Regions from separate parts of the Mus musculus genome. Here region 2 is linked to region 1. A link is a contact called in public promoter capture Hi-C data. All regions are on one chromosome and are shown on one strand. The core of a region is the stretch at or near the end of the contact, and the rest is flanking DNA. Distances in the headings are between cores, read along the strand shown.

The links. Promoter capture Hi-C pulls out the DNA fragments that hold promoters and counts their contacts.
Region 2: a contact with region 1 is called in a promoter capture Hi-C map of liver, with 4 times the contacts expected there. The contact joins the enhancer-like site here to the promoter of Zfp64 in region 1. A contact is called at or near these places in 4 of 39 promoter capture datasets (3T3-L1-derived adipocytes, embryonic stem cells, hippocampal neurons and 1 more), 8 of 115 datasets of contacts at active chromatin or transcription factors (T-cell acute lymphoblastic leukemia, astrocytes, embryonic forebrain and 3 more) and 1 of 9 other capture datasets (embryonic stem cells).

Annotation. Positions count from the first base shown.
Region 1 is chr2:168,954,246-168,957,022 of GRCm38.p6, reverse strand. Zfp64 (zinc finger protein 64) reads left to right here and starts at 1,436. Exons shown (of 6, transcript NM_009564.2): 1 at 1,436-1,904. The coding sequence starts at 1,859. Gm39993 (a long non-coding RNA gene) reads right to left here and starts at 940. Exons shown (of 2, transcript XR_867023.3): 1 at 377-940.
Region 2 is chr2:170,028,132-170,030,908 of GRCm38.p6, reverse strand. It overlaps a transcript of Tshz2 not described here. Among named protein-coding and RNA genes, the nearest start is that of A630075F10Rik, 41 kb to the left of the region's middle. Within about 2 kb of position 1,433, at least 13 of the 459 cell types and tissues checked have an H3K27ac peak or open chromatin away from gene starts, as enhancers often do. A contact at or near this core is called in liver, where this site is marked.

The DNA of each region.
Region 1 (2,777 bases), core at 187-2,686:
CAGCTTTGGAGATGGCTGGCTGTGGAGACGGCCTCCTGGGACTAGCTCACAACTGCCTCTTATAGCTTCTCCTGTGACCCTGTCAAATAACCCTCCCTCCCCATTCACCAAATTCACTGAGCCTGGGGTCACTCTGACTCCCTTTTTTCATATCATCCTCTTTGGTGTGACAAACTGTCTTATGGCACCTGGGACACGTTCCCTAGACTGCAACAAAACCGTAACCTTGCTACCTCATCTCAGCCCCAGTGCCTGCCCGTTCATATCCCCTCGATTCTTTGTGGCACTCTGGCCTACCACCCTAGTTGGTCAGGAGTTTGCATGCTAATATTTCTCTTCCCCAAGTTGGGGGTGACACACGGAGAAGAGCTCTTACCAATTCCTGTTGCACGCAATAGCTGCCAGACATGATGAAAGGGCAGTTCAAATCTTGCCCCTCCTGGCTGTCATCGAACCCTCTTTTATCAATTTCTTCTCCTCTGGCATTTCTTCAACAACAAACTCAAAAAACTCTCTAATCAAACAACTAATTTACTGTTACGGGACTACGGGCTGCTAGCCACAAAGCCTGAGTCTCATGGTTACGGAGTGTGCCCTGATGGTGAGGATCAGCAATGCCCGAACATGCGACAACCCCGGACAACAGGAAATAGTCCAAATTGCTCTCCGGCCTCAACATCACCCCTTCTTAGTTCCTCCTCTTTTATATTGAACGAAAGGGAGGGATGGTAGTTACTAGACATCTTCCACAACCTACCCAGGGACCCTGAGACGGCAATTACGTCATCAGTAGGAGCCAAGTTGAGCCACATTCCTCCCCTGCGCATGTGCTATAGTCCCTAAAAGGCGGACTTTCTTCCCGCCTCTTTTTGATCAACGCCCTTGCTCACCTCCACCCTTCCCAGAGGCAGCCACTCTAAGCCCCTCCCCAATAAACCTCTCAGAGTCTGACCCTTGGAGTGACTTTGTGGCTTAGATCATAACAGGAAATAAAAAGGGGCTGTGGAACCTTCTGGGTAAGCTCAAGGTTAGAGCTAAGGTCAGTTCTTCAGTGCAGGATTCTCGGGGAAGAGTTGCAAATAGTTGTGAGTCACCTAATGTGGGCGCTGGGATTCGTTGCAAGAGCAGCACAGACTCTTAGCCACTATGCCTTCTTTCCAGTTCACCATCCCCAAGCAATTCTAACAAACCCTCCATGCTGCGTGAAATACTGAAGCCCCCGTGGAGCAGAGCCCCAATGAATTCTCCCATCTACTACACACTAATCTCTTTTTTTTTTTTTTTTAAGTTACTTATATTGTACATGCAGATGCTTGAGTCTGTTTCCACCATGTGAGCTGGCTGGCAGGAAACCAGGCTTGGTGACGTGTGCCCTACCCCTGCTGAGCCATCTCACCGGCTCAACCCAGCAGCAGGGCAAAGGCCCCGCCCCGGTGTTACGCTGCCGGATCTGCCCTAGGGGAGCACCCCGGGATTTGGGGCTCCACTCTCCCAGGCCGGCAGCGCATCCTCCTGGCATCTGCGAAGGAATGAGCGTCTCCAGGAGGGCAAGATGCAAAGGCGCAAGGCGACCACAGAGTCCCTGGCATGCCTGGGATAGGGTGGAGGGATCGGTGTACTCGGGTCTTAGACTCCACGACCTTTCCCGGTTCCTCGGGAGAGCACCGCCTGGGAGTCGGGCTGGGTGCAAGGGGCCAGCGCCCTCTAGGCAGCGGAAGTGGCGCTGGTTGTACATCCGTCCCCGCCTCACAGAGTTGGGAGAAGACTGGCTGGTGCGGGAAATATGCAGGAGAAAAGTCTTTGCATAATGTAGAGCGAGCCGTGGGGCTCCGGGAGCGGCGCCCCAAGGTCTGGGGCCATGAACGCGAGCGTGGAAGGAGACACCTTTTCTGGATCGATGCAAAGTAAGTACTGAACAGACGCAGCTGGGGCCTGGCCCGGACAGAGCCAGCAGGCCCCGGGATCGGGGTGACGGCGCACCTTGCATGCCTGTCCCCGCCAGCCCAGTCGGCGTGTCAGGTCGGGAGCCGCCTGGAACTCTTGCAGTACCCCAGGGGAGGCAAGACCAGGGGAGGCCACGCGGCGAGGAGACTGTCACCACCTCCCCTGCCCCGCCGGGTGGAGTTTGGGGCGCAGAGGAGAGGAGAAAGTGGGGTGATCCAGGCCAACTGGTAGGGAAACTTCTGCTTCAGTGGCTCAGGTTGGAGCATCCCTGAGGGGCTCGCGGACAGGTTTGCAGAGCCATCCTGGCACTCAGGGTAGGGGATGATATGGGTGTGAAAGACCTGGCTGGGGGTGACTTGCAGTGAGTTTGAGGTTCTGCTATTTTCCTGACATCCTATAAGCTATTGCTATCTCCATGTGCCTTTGTTCCCCAAAGTACGGGCCACGGACTGAACCGTGGACCGGCCACCTGGAGCGCATGTGTTCAAAACAGGCTGCTTGGTCCATCCCCTGCAGGTCTCCGAGGGAGGGTGGGGCCGGAATCCCAGGTCTTTCCTTGTGCCTGGAGCCTCAGATGTTTGAAAAGCTGTGGACAAGGTTCGCAAACACCTGAGTCACTTTGCTAACTGCAGATATTATAGCCATTGGCTCCCCAAACTTGCCTGAGTGTCCTCTGAACTCTAAACCCAGTCCCCACCCACCCCATGTGTCTCAGTGTCTTCCAGTGCTGTGGACTTCGGGTTGTGTTTTAAAGAGGGACGACCCCACCAGATGACTTACTCTGGAATGGGAAATCAGTCCCCACATCAGAGAATTTATCTATAAGGATCCTA
Region 2 (2,777 bases), core at 184-2,683, 1.1 Mb before region 1:
CACAGCAACAGGAGGGTGGCCAATTTTTCCTTAACTTCTTTCTTCCACTAAAACCTTGATTTCTGCCTAATGCAGTCACTCCGTTTCTCTATCGTTAACAAAATTATTCTTGCCAGGAGTGGTGGTGCACATCTTTAATCCCAGCACTCGGGAGGCAGAAGCAAGTGGATCTCTGTGAGTTCGAGGCCAGCCTGGTCTACAGAGTGAGTTCCAGGACAGCCAGGGCTACACAGAACAACCCTGTCTCAAAAAAAACAAAAAACAAAAAAAAAAAAAAACAAAAAACAAACAAACAAACAAAACAGCCACTTTTAATTGTGTGTGTGTGTGTGCATGTGTGTGTGTGTGCATGTGTGTGTGTGTGTGTGTGTATACACTCGGGCACACATGAGTGTAGGAGCAAGCTGGAGGCGTCTAGAAGAGAGCGATGGATTCCCCAGAGCTGGAGTTACAGGTGACTGTGAGCTAAGCATCGTGAGTGCCAGGACCTGAACCCTGGTCCTTGCAGAAGCAGCAAGTGCTGGGAAGCGCTGAGCCATCTCTCCAGACTTTATGCATATATTTTAAATTAATACCCTATTTCCTGTGTGAATTCTTTTTGGAGGCCTTTCCTGAGCAGTGCTCTTCCGGGAGTCACTTATACTAGAACTGATCAACTGGGGTGACTTGGGCTGTCAGAGAACAGTGAAAGTTGTCTGGGGGATATTTAGGTCCCACCTGAGATCCTGCTGGTACTGGATTCTGGTGGGAAGGGGTCAGAAGAGATGCTAAAGGTCCTAAGACATACAAGATGGAGCCACCGCAGAGATTTATCCAGCCAAATGTCAGTGGGTGGCAAGTTGAGGAACCCTGACACACACACACACACACACACACACACACACACACACACACACACACACACAGAGGAAGAGAGAGAGAGAGAGAGAGAGAGAGAGAGAGAGAGAGAGAGAGAGAGAGAGAGAGAGAGAGCTGAGAGAGCTCAAAGACAAATACACCATTATAAAAATGGCTGTTCAAGTACCTTCTGAATCTCTTGCTATCAAGGCTAAGGTCACCATGTGGTGCTGGGACCCTCCTCAATAGTTTTCTTAAGGACGCTTCCTCCTCAGCAGCTCAGCAGAAGCAAGTTAGAGGCGGCTGGCTATTTCTCTCATCGTTTAGGGATAAGAAAGAAATGTCTTCAGAAACTGAACACCATTTGGGGAAGGAAACAGATGCCAACAATTGCAGTTGGCTCACCCGTGTACCAATGACACATCCCCAGAGCCTTGAACGGAAGGGTTTTGAGATGGGGTGGGGCCTGGGGTAGCAGGCCTCCCCTCCCCACTTTTTGAATACACTTTGGAATTTCTGAAAGCCACAGGCACCAGGCTGAAGGGGCGAGTTGGGCGAAGGTTGTATTCAGGGCAGGTGCTTCTAGCAGGTGACCTTCCACGGACGTTGACAGGATGAGTCAATGCTAAACTTTGAACTGTGGTTTTGCCAAACTTAGCTGTTCCTATTGCTTAATTTGGACTCAGAAAAGGGTGTTCTTGCCTCCTACCCCCTTAGCCTCTCATCCAAGCTCGGTTAGCATGTGGAATCCCTTCTCTAGGGACACCTACTTTCTCAAGTTCAAGACCGGTGGTGTTTAAGCACACAAAGGTGGGTGGTGGGGGTGTGGATCTGACAGGCAACTGAGAAGGGCCGGGGTGTTGAGTATGGGTGTGTGTGGTTGTGTGGGGCGTGTGCGTATAAAAGCCACACCTTGGCGGCTCTCTACAAAGGTTTGATTCTCTTCCTGAGTGTGATCCGCCAGCCCCTAATGAAGGGTTAATTTCACAGCTCGCCGCTTCATCTAGCATAATATCCATTCAGACTAATTAAATCTGTCTAATAATGTGAGTGTCTTTGTCTCTGTCCTCCCCTTCTTTGTGCTACACCCTTCACATCTCATCGCCACAACCGCACGCCATCACACTCGACTTGACAAGCCGAATCCCATCCCTAAAATTAAAACATTCCTGACCTATCTGCAGTGACAAGCCAGACGAGCTCCACGGAGCTCCGGCCCATGAAGGCAGCTGACACATTTGTTTTTAATTTCAAAAGAGTAGAAAGTGAAGATCTGACCCCGTCAATCAAGCCCCGTGACAAGTTTAATCATTGGTGCCCCACAAAAATCACGGCTAAATAGGAATGCAAATACTGTATCACAGGGCTCTTATATATGCTAATCAAGGATAAGTAATCAACTGACAATTTCACCGATCTCCTTTCTGAAGAAGTCACTCAGTGCTCTGTCTCTGGGCCACAAAGAAGAGTGTGTGTTTGTGGGGGGCGGCGGCGGCGGGGGGGGGGGGGGAGACAAAGAGGAGACTCTACACCCCCAGTCAGCAATCTTTCTTTTATTTCCTCTTCTAGGACATTTCTATTTTAAAGAGAGAATTCACTCTTTTGATCCCCCCACCCCCTTGAACTTTAAAGCAAAGAACGCATACAGTCACATGCCAATTGCACTTTATTATCCGTGGCCAGGCCGGGCAGTGAACGCACCGAAACTTCCGCTAAAATAAAAATCATCATTTGTCTTTGTCATTAATCTGTTCTCAAATTCTCTCATATCTTAAAAAGTGACTGACCTCTGCAAGGGGAGGTGGGGAGAAAAGTTTTTTAAGCTGTTGAAAAAAAAAACTGAAAATGGAGATTTTTCATAACTTAAAAGACAATGAAGCAGAATTCAAAACCAAAACCAAAACAAGCCACGGACCCGCTGTTGATGAGCATGTGGCCAT